Linked DNA regions of Sus scrofa: region 2 is linked to region 1. Evidence: chromatin contacts called from public HiChIP or PLAC-seq data. All regions are on one chromosome and are shown on one strand. Each heading gives the region's core, a stretch centred on a gene start, on an enhancer-like site or on the middle of the called end of the contact. The rest is flanking DNA. Distances are from core to core; before and after follow the strand shown. Region 1 overlaps R3HCC1L (coiled-coil domain-containing protein R3HCC1L). Region 2 has its middle 32 kb from the start of LOXL4.

Evidence for each region. HiChIP or PLAC-seq counts read pairs in DNA pulled down with a chosen protein or histone mark.
Region 2: a contact with region 1 is called in an H3K27ac HiChIP or PLAC-seq map of skeletal muscle. The contact joins two enhancer-like sites. A contact is called at or near these places in 17 of 47 Hi-C or Micro-C datasets (adipose tissue, alveolar macrophages, embryonic fibroblasts and 10 more) and 1 of 2 datasets of contacts at active chromatin or transcription factors (skeletal muscle).

Annotation. Positions count from the first base shown.
Region 1 is chr14:109,508,036-109,515,013 of Sscrofa11.1, reverse strand. All of the region lies in intron 1 of R3HCC1L (coiled-coil domain-containing protein R3HCC1L), which reads right to left. Among named protein-coding and RNA genes, the nearest start is that of R3HCC1L, 27 kb to the right of the region's middle. Within about 2 kb of position 3,428, at least 14 of the 83 cell types and tissues checked have an H3K27ac peak or open chromatin away from gene starts, as enhancers often do. A contact at or near this core is called in skeletal muscle, where this site is marked.
Region 2 is chr14:109,622,292-109,629,269 of Sscrofa11.1, reverse strand. No RefSeq gene overlaps it. Among named protein-coding and RNA genes, the nearest start is that of LOXL4, 32 kb to the right of the region's middle. Within about 2 kb of position 3,044, at least 11 of the 83 cell types and tissues checked have an H3K27ac peak or open chromatin away from gene starts, as enhancers often do. A contact at or near this core is called in skeletal muscle, where this site is marked.

The DNA.
Region 1 (6,978 bases), core at 2,179-4,678:
TTTCTGGATTGATAGAACTATTCTATCTGTGTGAGAGTTATATGACTGTATGCTTTTGTCAAAATTCATAGAACGTACTCTAAGAAAGGGGAATTTTACTGGAGTAAATTATATCTTAATTTTTTAAAAGGAGAAAAATCACATTCTCTTGAAATTCCTACCAAAACATAGCTCTTTAATTGGCTCAAATCGACTCTTTAATTTCTGATTCTTGGCTTTAAAATATACCTGTTTTCTACAGTGAATAATCAGTGTAGCCTCAATGAAGTTATATTAGCATAAGTAAAGATCACTTCTTTCTGAGAACTTGTGGGTACAGTGTTTCCTAATTTAATTCAGCAGTCATTAGTTAAAACTTCCACTGTCTTCTCAACTTTGCATGAGTAAAGATTATAAAACTTGTTATCCCACGAACTTCCATATGCCTCAGGTGTGGCAAAAAAAAAAAACAGAAAACCTTAGTTAGTCTCCTTTGACTGTCAACTCTACTGTTTACTCCATGTATAACGAAACCACACACTCTGTAGCACTGTATTCAGGGAGATATATAAATCTGGATAGTCTGATTCTGAACAACCTTACAAAAGAAGGCACTCAGAGTATTCTAAGATACTCTAGCAATTCTAAATGACATTAGACATATATAATAATTTTTTCTAAAACACACCTTTTCTCATAATTCCTTGCTCAAAAACCTCAGTGACTCACTACAGTCACAAAAGAAACTTACCCAGGACTCAAGGTTCTCCACAATACAGTGTCCATCTTCTGTTCCAATCATATTTCTACCACTCGCAGGCACAAACCTTCCATTCTGGACTCTATGGCCTCATGATCTGTTCATTCCAAATTCTGAAATGCCCTCCTTGAATTATATCAGGTCAAACACTCCTAGCTGCTATTCATTCAAAAGGCTTATCTCATATCTTTAACTATTTGAAGACACACTGATTTCACCTTTCTGTGAACTCATGTACATTCATTACCTATGGTACTAATTTGTCACTATAAACTACCTCATATTCCTGTTTTACTCCTATGTTTAAGAATGTCATCTCATGCTCTATAACATAGTTTCTTGAGCGGAGATACTGTTTCTCAAATGCTTCTTGTATCCCCATGAACACAAAAGGTACTCAATAAATATAACGTATAAGTTAATTTTAAATCATTTTAAATTTTAAATTGATTTTATTTTAAAATATTTATACAATTTCCTGGAAAAGCTTAGTTTTACAGCCTGAGAAACTAAAGCTAGGGGCACTAGACTTCGCCTGCTGAGATCTGCTGCTATATCACATTCATCTTCCTATTTGCAGAGTTGAACACAATGCCTGACCCATGGAAAACACTCAAATATTTAAATATTTAACTAAATTTCCTTTTCTAAGGCCACAAAGTAGGAAATGGAACACTGGAGTTCTATCCCAATGCTCCCAAAATTATATTATAACAGTACCCTGAAATGTACTCTAATTTCTCATATTTCTTCAGGTTCTTCCTGAACAGACTACAAATATCAAAAAGACAAAATTGTGCTTTCTCCCCTTTTTAAAGCTCACAGAGCAATCGTCATCACAGTGTTGAGGACATGCACAGTGGGTAGGCAATATTTCTATCAGATTTCTTAAAAGTAAGAGAAAGACACCTTATATATACTTCTCTGCCCCATGAAAAAACATACTAGTTACTCTTCCTACTGGGAAGATTTATTTTTCATCATCTTTGGCACAAATTCTAGAATGCTATCTGCCAGGTCCGATGCCCCAATAAATATGCATCCACAAGCAATTATGGAGATAGATAGCTTATGGGGAGGGGGCACTCTCTGGTCAGGTCCCAGTGCTAGCCTGTGGTTAGGGGGAAGGGTAAGTGGGGGAGGGTGTGGCCCTGTGATAAATCACTGCCCACTCTGCTTAAGGGTATTTATCACAGCCCGCTGTCAGGTAAATCACTGGAAAAACACCTCTTCAGTAATTAATGTGAAGTGACGGATGGACAGCCCCTGGGCCCATTAATCAGGAACATCAGCAGCCTACTGAGATTATGAATGTCAGGATGCATAAACTGCCGGTGGATCAATAGGCCCAGGAATTCATCCAAGGCTCTCATTTCCGAGGCATCTCCGGTACATTAGGCTCCCTCGACCCCTCCCCCAGTCTAAAATGAAAAGCAAGGCTTCAGAACAAAGAACAGGAGCTGAGGTCTGAAGTGACCACTGTAAGAAAACCGTCAATGAACCTGGCCATGGCTAGGGAAGGTACCAGGACAGGTAACATGAGCATAGACATGTACTGACCAAGAGGCTCTCAGAAGGCTCAGTGCCCTAGAAAGGCAGAGGAACCAGGAAGATAACAGTTAACATTCAATACTCAAGAGCTTGATTATCCATTTTGGGGGTAACTCAGCTTCTTGTTTCTAATATTTTACTTATTTTCCTGTCCATGTTTTCTTTCATATTGGCACTACGGAGTAGAGAGAAAAAAGCAATTTCCGATAGGTAAAAAGTCCAATTTAAGAGGAAAAAGAAAAATCTGTATAAAATAAAATCAATGAATTATCCCTAATCATCCCTCATTACCATGACAAACTGGGAATTGCCAGCATATGTACCCTTTCTCAGTGCTTACAACTGAGAAAGGTGGCCTTCCTGATGCCTTAGCATTTACAAAGCGTTCTGCCATTAGGGAATATGGGTTAAAGGCTAAATAAACTATGTGCCAGGATTCCAGAGAAATTAAATCAGCTCTTAATTTTATTTTTTTTCCAAGTCAAAAAAAAAAAAATTCTCCATCAAGAGTCTGCTCGACTTGTAAAACAGTACGGAACTGAAAGAGAATTATTGTTTGCTCATCACCCAAGTTTAGTTAAATATTGTATGGGAGATTCGGCTGTGATTCAGCCTCATAGTGAACAAACTCTAGGCTGGCAGTAACGGGAATGAGACTGCACTTGCTGCCACATCCCGCCAAGTCCCACTGCTGTGCTTTGTGGTCAGACTAAGGCCAGGGCTGCAATCGTTGGTTAGAAAGTGTCTCAGAGTTACGGCTGCCTGTTCCGCTAAATCTCATTTCATCCTACTGATGGATGGATGGACAGATGGCTGCTTGGTGAAAGCAGCATTATCGAGCAGCTTCTAGGGAGCCTCTGCATGATGGATAGCCCTCTTTCTACTTTCTCCAAACCACCATCGATCCAGGCCATATTTCAGTGGTCAGAAGCCCAGTAATATTAAGACACACAATCAGGTTAAGTTACTTGCAGTGTAAACCTCTAGAACAGAAATTCTAACACCTCTGCTTTGTTGTCACAAACTAGGCCGAAAATGTTACAGTCCATTCTTTCTAGCTGCTAACCCAATGAACTCCCAACAGCTCAAAGCCCAAAGGGAACAGCTGGGCTCCATTCCTAGGAGCACTTGAAAAGCTGGCTTGCCTGCCAAATTTTTTACTAGCCAGTTCTATGAAATGAACTCTGCAGTTGTAGTGAGCAGATCTGTGAATATGTGGTTCCAGTGGCATGTGAAGCTATTAGAGGCACACAAACCGCATAGAGTTTGTCAGTGCCAATAAGCACTAGCCTCAAATGTGTGGAGCCTTGGATATACCATGTCGACATGCCTACCAACACCAAAGTGGGTGATTAAAACCAGGATAGATTAGAATTTTGTCTTGGGCATATAATCCTAATACACTGTTTCTGCCTAGTTTGCCCGGGTGGCTTTTACTGTCTAATGTACATGTCAAATCCTAAGTACTAATTTTTGGCTGTTTTTACAACCACACTTTGGAGTCCATTTGTCTGTCACCTTTGAGACACTCAGCTTGCTTATTTGGACTACATGCCCTCTTTGTTCCTTCCACATTATTCTATGGTCTCTAACTCATACAACTAGACTCTGTATCAAAGTTATTTCCACTCATGTGATAAAGAAATGGATTCTGACTCCAGCTTTGTGATACAGATTCCCAGGCCCCACATGCCCTCTCTTCCTAAGCTCACGCATTCCCAAATGACTTCTTTAAATGCTTCACTATCAACTATACTCCAAATCAGCTTGGCTTGGCTCCTAGTCCTGCCTCTCTTGACTGACTCGCTGCCACAGAGTCTATGTTCCGAGAATTTGTTTGTGGAGTCAGAAAAATGACTCAGTGGAGTGGCAACTGTTGTTCTTTTGCCATAATGGTAGTTTACTATAATACTTTAATATTTATGCCTTCACAACAACTACATTTCTGTTGCTAGCCAAAAAAGAAAAAAGAAATCCAGTGCTATTTTTACAAGATATTAATTACAATGTCTTATAGAGAATAGTCCTGTCTTTCACATAAACATTAAAGAATTTTTACAGACTTAGTATTACATTACTGAAAGAGAATGCATAGTTCAGAATTCAACATCCTAATTTCTGGAATAAGGAAACTAAGGATCTGAGGTTGTAAGATGGATGGCTGGAAGGGCACTAAGTAGCAAAGCAAGACTGGAACCTAGATTTCAATTACAAGTGTTGTGCTCATTTTATTATATTTCTCAGACATCCAATTTTCACCCTTGGGATTTCAGAGACAGTGAGGGTAATGAGGGTTTAATGTCCTTCGTATGTGTGCCTGTGTGTTCGGGAGGAGGAAGGTGGCCCCAAGTAATTTAAATTCGGCCACTCATACTATTGCGCTTCCCATCAAAGCTGCCAATGGGTCATCTGAGAGTCACTATCTCAGAGAACAAAATTAGATGAATTCCTGACAACTGGAAACCTCTACTCTTCTCTTCTCCCTTCCTTATATATTGGTCCCAGTCCTATCTAGAAGGTTGAAAAGAAAAAAGCAGAATGATATCTAATGCAAATAGAATCAGAAAAACAAGAGGCTCCATAACTTAAACGAATAGAGGAGCAATGTGTCTTCATTTCCAATGACGCACATTCTGGTCCAACACAGAGCAGAAGTTGACTGATTGGACTTCACCCTCTGGTGGTCAAAATGTGTTACTGCTGCATTTCCTGACTGCAAAGCTACCTCCATACAGACCTTTGTAACCTTAGAGCTAGCTGAAAAACACCTTGGAAAATCCTGTCCTACAACCCCCTTATTTTAAATATGAGGGAACTGGTTGAGGAATTTATTTCAGACGTGTAGCTATATGACTGATAAGTGAAACCAGAACCCAGATCTCCCATCAACTAAACTAGTAGTTTCATCACCATCATAGTTGCCCTAACCAGTTTCCACCCAGTATACATACTCAGGATACACTAGCTGAGCAAAGTGTAATAAGGAAATTATGGTGCTACAAAAATAATCACATAATACATATCAAAACCAAATATATTATCCACACTAACACCCATCTCCATTAGTGTAAATGATCAGGATGGCTTTTCATCCCAGTCCCACAAAAATGTCCTCATACACCAGAGCAGAACTCCATTACAACTCTTCTTAGCATCAGACAAAAACATTTCTCCTATGAATTCCAAAAAAGGCACCTCAGAAAAAAATAACTGGTGCCAGGTGAATAATAAGAATGGATAATTCTGCAAACTCTTATTCCTACATACTTCCTAAGTTCACAGAAAAGCTGTTTTATTTGCATTAATCAAATATATTTTAAATAATCAATTTTTAATAAGGCTATCTCAAGGCAACACAAAGATCTTTCCTTTCAATAAAAAGTCTTCATATTTATAGAGTTTCTATTTAGTTAAGAAAGTTCTATTAAGGAATAAATTAAGCAAGAGAATAAGGACATATTTTTCAAAATCTGCTGCTATGAACCACGTCTAAATATGTTTTCTGTTCCATTAAGGTGTAGGTCGTATAAGCAAAAGTGAATCCCTGTTAGAGTAGTACCAATAGTAGTAGCAGAGGAAGAGAAAGAGAAAAAACAACCAGCTACCATTCAGTGGGTGCTTATGAGGTGACAGGGACTGTGCTAAATACTTTATATTTTCTCATTTGATTCCAGCTATAATACTATGAGGTAGGTACTATTCTCTCAGTTTTACAGATGAGAAAGCTGACGCTTAAATAACCCAAAATCACATAGCTTCTAAAGTGTTGCTTAGGATTTCAAAGTCCCTGCACTTAACAATGACTGCTTGATATTAAGCAGGATGATCTCTCACAATCATCTATTAACTTCATAAATATTAACAATTTGTTTACAATCTGTATAAATGCAAAGCAACAAAACAAGAAAAACCAACTAGGATGAGAACGAAAGAACTTTAATGCTTTCATGACAGGACTAATCCCAATAACCTTCCAGATTTAAAAGTGCTGACAGTAATAATTCACCATTGTCTCTGAAACTTCCTCATTCACCTTGCCTCACCTTCAGAGCCATATGGTGAAGCTCACCAGGTGTCAGGAGAGGAACTCCCTCTCCTCTATTCCCCATAAGAATAATCTCTATACTTCTTCCTACCAATTCCCCAACCATTTGAAAACATTACCCTTCTCTACATACTTCCCTTTCTCCAGAGGCACATGGGAACGCGGGAACAATGACCAGTGAAATTGATAACACAGTTCCTGGACTGAAGGAAGCTTCAAAGCAGAATACAGAGTGCACTTTCAAATCTGAATCTAAAAACAAAAGAACTTGTACATCAAATACTGCAGATGGTGTATTTCTGGTGTAATCTTAATCAGGATACAATAGTTACAGTGTTTTAATATTAGTCTGCTTCAGACGTTTACAGCCTGTGACTCTGTAAATGCAGATGAACAAGGAATATAGCTTGCAGACCTGGGAGAAACATTTCATGAAAAATCTTGAGTATGAAGACAATGAAAGACACAGGATAGATGATTCCAATAGGATGCTGAGGGCCTCAAAATACGTAAACAAACTATGGCATGAAAAGGTTTTTCTCACAACATAACACAATTCATGCTCCCAACTTATTTTACACTCCACTGGCCATAGTCGCCATGCATCAGCAGCAACTGATTTCACGCTTTATAGGCTGGGAAA
Region 2 (6,978 bases), core at 1,795-4,294, 110 kb before region 1:
TGGAAGTTCCTGGGCCAGGAATCAAAACCAAGCCACAGCAGTGACAATGGATCCTTACCTGCTAGGCCATCAGGGATCTCCTACGATATACATTTTTTTAAAAATATACTTGGTCTCCAAATGAAATATATAATATAGCAAATTAAAATGTATCAACCAATCACATTTTTACATAATTAAAATAAATTAAACAGCATTTATCACTTATTCAGTGAGGGAAATGCCCAAATTCAGCTTCATGATTGATATAATTTAAGAGTGATTGATTGAAGTTCTCTTGTGGCACAGAGAGTTAAGGATCTGGAGCTGTCACTGCAGTGGGTGGGGTCACTGCTGTGACACGGGTTCAGTCCCTGGCCTGGGACATTCCACATGCCATGAATGAAGCCAAAAATAAAGATTAAAGGAAATTTTATAATATAACATTTAATAATACACTAATCTAAAATTACATTATTACATTGAAAAATCACTCTCTTACACACCACAGGAAAATTACAAAAATAATTTTTAAGAACTCATTAGCATTGTTGTCTAAATCTTTCTGGTTTTCCTCTTCCTGGGTGGGCCCAACAGGAGACTTGCATTTTTTGGTCCCCCTGTGGTTGAATAGGTTGTGTGCCTACTTCAGGTTGAGTTGAGAGTGGAAGCTTCTAGACCTTCCCAAGCTCTTTTCCTCTCTGGCACAGTGACTGGCAACGTTTGAGTTGACAGCTGTTCCATCAGCCCAGCTCCCCGAGCCAGAATCCTGTTGCCCCATAATGGACAAGTTGACCAAGCAAGCTAGGAAACTATTCTAAGCCACTGAGATCTGGGGGCTTGTTTTTTTGTTTTGTTTGTGTGTTTGTTTGTTTTACTGGATTTTAACTAAGCCTATCCTGACTGATACAATTCCCAAGTGGGAATATGGGAAATGACCTATCACTTTAATCCTAGAGATAATCTATCACTAGGAATAATAATGCTTGGGCTTTGGGGGAAAATATACCTGTGTCTGAATCCTGGACTAGCTGCTTAACTAGCTACATGGCTTGGATAATTTGCTTAACTTCTCTGAACTCAGCTTCCTCATCTTTAAAAATAGGGTGTAGGGAGTTCCTGTCATGGCTCAGTGGTTAATGAATCCAACTAGGAACCATGAGGTTGCGGGTTCGATCCCTGGCCTTGATCAGTGGGTTAAGGATCCGGCGTTGCCTTGAGCTGTGGTGTAGGCTGCAGACATGGCTCAGATCTGGCGTTGCTGTGGCTCTGGTGTAGGCCGGTGGCTACAGCTCTGATTAGACCCCTAGCCTGGGAACCTCCATATGCCGTGGGTGCAGCCCTAGAAAAGGCAAAAAGACAAAAAAAAAAAAAAATTAAAAAATTAAAAAGTAAAAATAAAAATAGGGTGCAAAATGCCCACCTTGATTGGCTATTAAAAGGATTAGAGATAGTCTAAGAGGAAAACATATCAAGTCAAACACATGGACATTACAGAAATAGAACCATTATAAGATATTTCAGTAAACTTCTTTTATTTATACAGCACCCCATTTCCATGTCCTTTTCTTTGGCAAACAACCGCTCTGCAACACTAATTGTGTGATTCTAGTGAGGCTGCCAGTAACCGTGGCCTGTGCCTGGCTGAAAGGATGCAGGTCTGCCCAAAGTCCTCATCAATGCCCCTCCCCATTCACTGTGATTGGTCAAAGAGCTAGCATGTGACCCGTGAAGGGCCAATCAGGACACTCTGGTGGGATTCCCTATAAGGACATGGGAGAGAAGTTCATCCCCCACGGACAGTGACCAATGATGCAATAAGCCTGCTGCTGACAGCAATCACATTCCCTACCACATAAAGAAAACTCTTCAATGGGAGAGAATGAGGTCCCTCGATAGAAAGAAGAGCCAAGAGATAAGAGTAATGAGGAAGGGAGGAAAAGGAAGCTGTAGGAAAGAATGAGAGAGACTGAGAGACAGGAGAGAGAGAAGAGCTCTTGTTATTCTTGCCCTGGGTCTAGCCACCAGCCATGTCCGATGCTCACGTCGCCTCTTGATTCCTAGTTACAGGAGTAATTCCACTCGGGTTACGCTAGTTTGCATTGAGTTTCTGTTGATCACAATCAAAAACATCCTGATCAATTCAGACATGCACACAGAAAAGGTAAAACGTGCACACAACCATAGCACGATTCAGGCAGAATGTGGTCAGCACCACAGAAGACACACCAAAGCTGAGCAAAAACACAGGGGAAAGAGCAGTCAGGTCTGACTGGCTAAGGCACGTTGTGACTAGGAAGGGCTTCCCGAGGGAGCTGGCATTTCCCTGCAAAGCCTGAGCACGTGGGCTTTAGGGCCGGACAGACCTAACTTGGAATCCTGACATCCCCATAGACCAGCTGGGCAGCTGCCAGCCAATGACTCTCTTTGAGCTTCTGTTTCTTGCCGGGGGAATGGAGCTAATGATAACATCTTATACTTTTGCTATGAAGATTAAATGAAATAATACATTTTCGGTTCCCAGAATATAGCCAGCACGCAACAAATGTTAGCTACTATTGCTACTTTGAGGGTGATTACTATGATTATTCCTGGCCAGGAGCGATTTGCTTGACAGCCACTCTCTTAAATAATGATAGGAGCCTTCCTCCTGACAGGAGCTGCTTCTCCCTGCTGTCCCTCCTTGAGTGAGGACACTGGTCCCTGCATTGTCATAGGTGGTTCAGGAGATGGGAGATGGCAGGAGCTATTGCTCCAGGAACCAGCTGTCCCCTCCCCTGCGGAACAGGGAGCACGAACCCTGAGCTGAATTTCAGGAAAGGAGGTCTGACCTCTATCCCCTCCTCCCATTTCTGCTGCTCTGGCTAAAGTCTATTTTTATCAGCTTTGTACTCCCCTGAGCTGAGAGGTTTGGCTCCAGAGAACAGTTTCTCCAGGGGGGAAAAAACATGTAACCTCCAAACCTCTCAAATCAATTGCATGCATGGTTCTGCTGTCCTGGCACCTTGTGTGCTCCAGCTGGGGGACCAGCTGTCTAAGAGCTGGGGCCTCTGAGCTGGGCTGAGGCATGACTGGCCCCAGATAGGTGAGGAATGCATTTTTCCAACCCAACTGCCGGGGGGTGGCCTGAGAGCTCCAGGGACAGGGCCAAAAATGACACAAACCCACATGTCAGCCATCCTCCTACCTGGCACCTACAGGAGGAGTCAGGAAGTGAGCTGCCCAGCACCACACCTATTAGAGTTGGCAAAGACCTCAGCCATCGTATCTTCCAACCCCTCCACTGAACAGCTGGGGAAATAAGGCCCAGAGGGGGAGGCCCGCTCTGTGTCCTCAGTGCGGCAAAGCCTCAGCTTCTGGCTTCCCAGTGACCTCCCTGGGGACTCGCTGGCTGGGCAGTTCAGCCGGGTCATCTGTTGCTTAGAGTGACAGCTCCACACCTGGCTCGACCAGCACTCCTTTCCAGCCCTATGGTTGGCCCCATTCTGTTTACTGCCAGCATCGCCTTCCTGTGTGTTTTCTTACGGGAAGAGCCAGCCGGAGGGGCCAGGCAGGGCCACAGCTATTGAATGGACCTTCTGAAGAGCAGACTGTTATTCCAGCAGCTCTGGAATGTCTAGAAGGATGAAACGAAGCTGCTGTTTGCAGGGGTGAGGAGTATGCTGGCCCCTGCTTGAGCTCTGCATATTATAGGGTTAGAATTTTTAAACAATGCCAAAGCCCAGATTCCAAAGCACGTATACATTATTTTCAAACCTGTACCTCCCAAGGCCCTTGGGAGGTTAAGGTCAGTAGGCTTTACAGCCACTATAGTCTGTCAACGATCAGCTGAGTTGGGCCCAGTCAAGCGAGCAGCCTGGTCTGTGTCTCCCATGTTTCTAACACTGATTTGAAGGTTTGGAAACCAGGTTAGTGCCAGGTTCCTAGGGGCAGGCACAACTGGCAGAGTGAGATTTACTCTGTGTATGATGTAGAAAATCCCTCCAAATGTATGGGGTTTTCAAACAGAGGCCACTCCAGCCTACCTAGCATCCTTATACAAAGTAGAAAATAGTTCCCCTTCCACAATCTGGAGGGAAATTGTTGTAAGATACTGATTTTGTTAGGACAAGATACCGATTGCCAGGGAACTGTCATAATTCATTTACAAATCTGCAATGTGTATGACAGGAACAGGGCCTCCACAGCTGTTCGATGCATCCCTGCACAGTCATGTGGAGTAGTTTGGGCTGATGGCGCCGCTCTGCCTCTTAGCTCAGAGCCTTCCAAGATGGCCCTATGGACCCTTTACTGGGGGTCTTGATTGTCTCTTCCCTTTCCCTGAACAGTTGGCTTAGTGCCGCCTAAATTCCGAGAGCAATTTGATGGGGCCCTAAACGCCTCCCCCATCATCCCCAGTGCAAGGACATGGCCAGAGGCCCCGGGGCAGAGATAGGAGCTCAGATCAACCTCTGCTAGGAACAGGAAGAGTTGGGTGAAGCTGGGAGCTGCCTAGATAGGGAATGCTGATTGGTATAAGGAGGCAGGAGAGTGTGGGAGAAAAATAAAGAGAGGCACAGAGCCAGATGCATCCAACAAGCCTCCAGGCTCTGCCTCCAGGGTCTCACTCTACGCTGGGAAGAAAAACTCAAGCTAACGTCCCCTCCAGAGGGAAACCATGAGAGGGAGGGCTGGGAGGATGGACTCCTGGTTCTCACTCTCCTGCAGGCTGGGGAAGAATGTTAAACTCTTCTATAGGCTCCACCCAAATGTCTGCAAAACAGAGAAGTCAGAGCCAAGGGTGGGAAGGGGGGTTGGGGTTAATTCATTTTCACCTTCCTTTAGGAGCCAGAAAGACACTTTGGCTCTCATTTCCCCATTTCCACGCGCCACTCCCCCCACCTCCATCTGGGCCCTCACCCTGGTCACTGCCTCGGGGCTCATTATCCGCCCACTGATATTCAGAATGATTTCATTAAATCAGCGCAGATGCAGTCATGAAGAACTTATTAAGGAAGTTTGCAATGGCCAACACTTCCCACAAAGAGCCAACTTAAATACCAAGCAAAGGAGCCATTTATGGTGTCAAAGAACCCCCCCCCCCATGCATATGGTCAAAGAAATATTGTTGCTCTTGGGTGATGCGGAGGGTGCAGCCAGAAAGCTGCAGGAAAATGGTTAATATCTATTTTGGGGAAATGTGGATTAAAAATAAACAGCCGTGGCCGAGGGCAGCCATGTGATGGTGGAGCACACGTGAAAGGCAAGGGCAAGGATGTTCGGTTCCAAATTTCGAGCCTGAATGATCCAGCTTTATTTGTTCCCTGTAAGGCTCATAATTTCAAGCTTTTATTATGCAAAGCAGCCAGGTTGGTTTTACATCACCAAAGGAGGTTTGGTATGATTAACAGATCACATTTGCCCATCAATTCATCTATGAAAAGGTGGGTTAGCTTGAAAGAGATAACTTAAGTTATTTTCAATTCTTTAAACATGGAGATGTGGGCAGCCTAAGTCAGGCTTCTTTCTCCCAAGCTGATGCAGAGAAAAACTTATGGTGGGGTATGAGAGTGCCCAGGATAGTCCCAAGGAACAACCCATCCCTGTGTGCCAGCGAACAGCCTGCGGCACCCAGAGGTTCGTGATAGGGGCTGAGCTACCAGGCAGGAGTGAGGGTGTAGGCTTCGTAGCTCCTTGGGAGCTCTCCAGGGTCCTGGATATTTTGCTAAAACTCTTTCGGACCTAGCGGACCCTCAGGCCTTGAGCTGGGTTCAGCGTCTCTGCCTTCTCGGCTTTGCTCTCCAGATAACAACTACACCCAATATGAACAGCTTGCCAATGTCTGCATCCTCCTCGGTCTCACGCCACGTGAAAAAGTATCAAGATGTAGTCAAAAGAGGCTTAGTGTTCAAGTCAGACAGACGTGGGTTGGAATTTCAGTTCGACCCTCTGTGTATGAGTTGGGAATATTATCTCTTCTCTTCAAGCTTTGGTTCCCTTTTCTGTGAAAGGAGATAATAACTTTTGTCTTTTAGGGTTTTTGTACTTTTTTTTTTTCTTTTTAGGGCCATACCTGGGGCATGTGGAGATTCCCAGGCTAGGGGTTAAATAGGAGCTGCAGCTGCCGGCCTACACCACAGCCACAGCAATGCAAGATCCGAGCCGTGTCTGTGATCTACACCACAGCTTGCAGCAACGCCAGATCCTTAACTCACTGAGCAAGGCCATGGATCGAATCCGCATCCTCATGGATACTAGTCGGATTCTTTTCTGCTGCGTCATAACAGGAATACCCACTGTAAATATTTTTAAAGTTAGCAAATATAAAATACTTATCTTGTGTCTGGCATACTGTAGGTACATAACCAATGCCTAACATTATTATCCAGTTAGCGTCAATGCTGTGCCTAGGCTGCTTCAGCAGGCTGTCAGCCCCTGGACTGGTGACCTCATGCCCTGTCATGACTTAGGACTCAGTGGTGGCAAGGAACAGAAAATAGGTGTTTGCTTATGAAGCAATAATAATAATAACATAAGGGTTGCATTACAAGGACTTGGCGGTGTCTGATGGAAGCCAAGAGCCTAATGCATCAATCCCTCCAGGACCCACCACCATCTACCATCTCTGCTCCTCTCTGACATCTGTCTCCTTTTTCCATCTGTAGGCAGATGGAGTATTCTTCCATCTACTTGACAGAATATGCCCTCCGTTGTTCATGAGTATTCACTTTGAAGGTCCAGAATAGAGACTGGACCGGGCTGGCTCCATTTTGTCAGTCAAAATTCCAGTTTAATGAGGGAAAAAATCTGATTGGGCCAGTTTGGAATGACCCCTGATACAAACAAGCCAGACCGGGATAGCAGGTCACCCAGCAGGAACATGGCTACTGGGCAGGGAGAGCCATTCCCAGGGGAGGCGGGGCAAATGCACGTCCAATAGCATCGCTGAAGTTTTCAATACAGAATTCCTGTCGTGGCACAGCAGAAACGAATCCAACTAGGAACCGTAAGGTTTCGGGT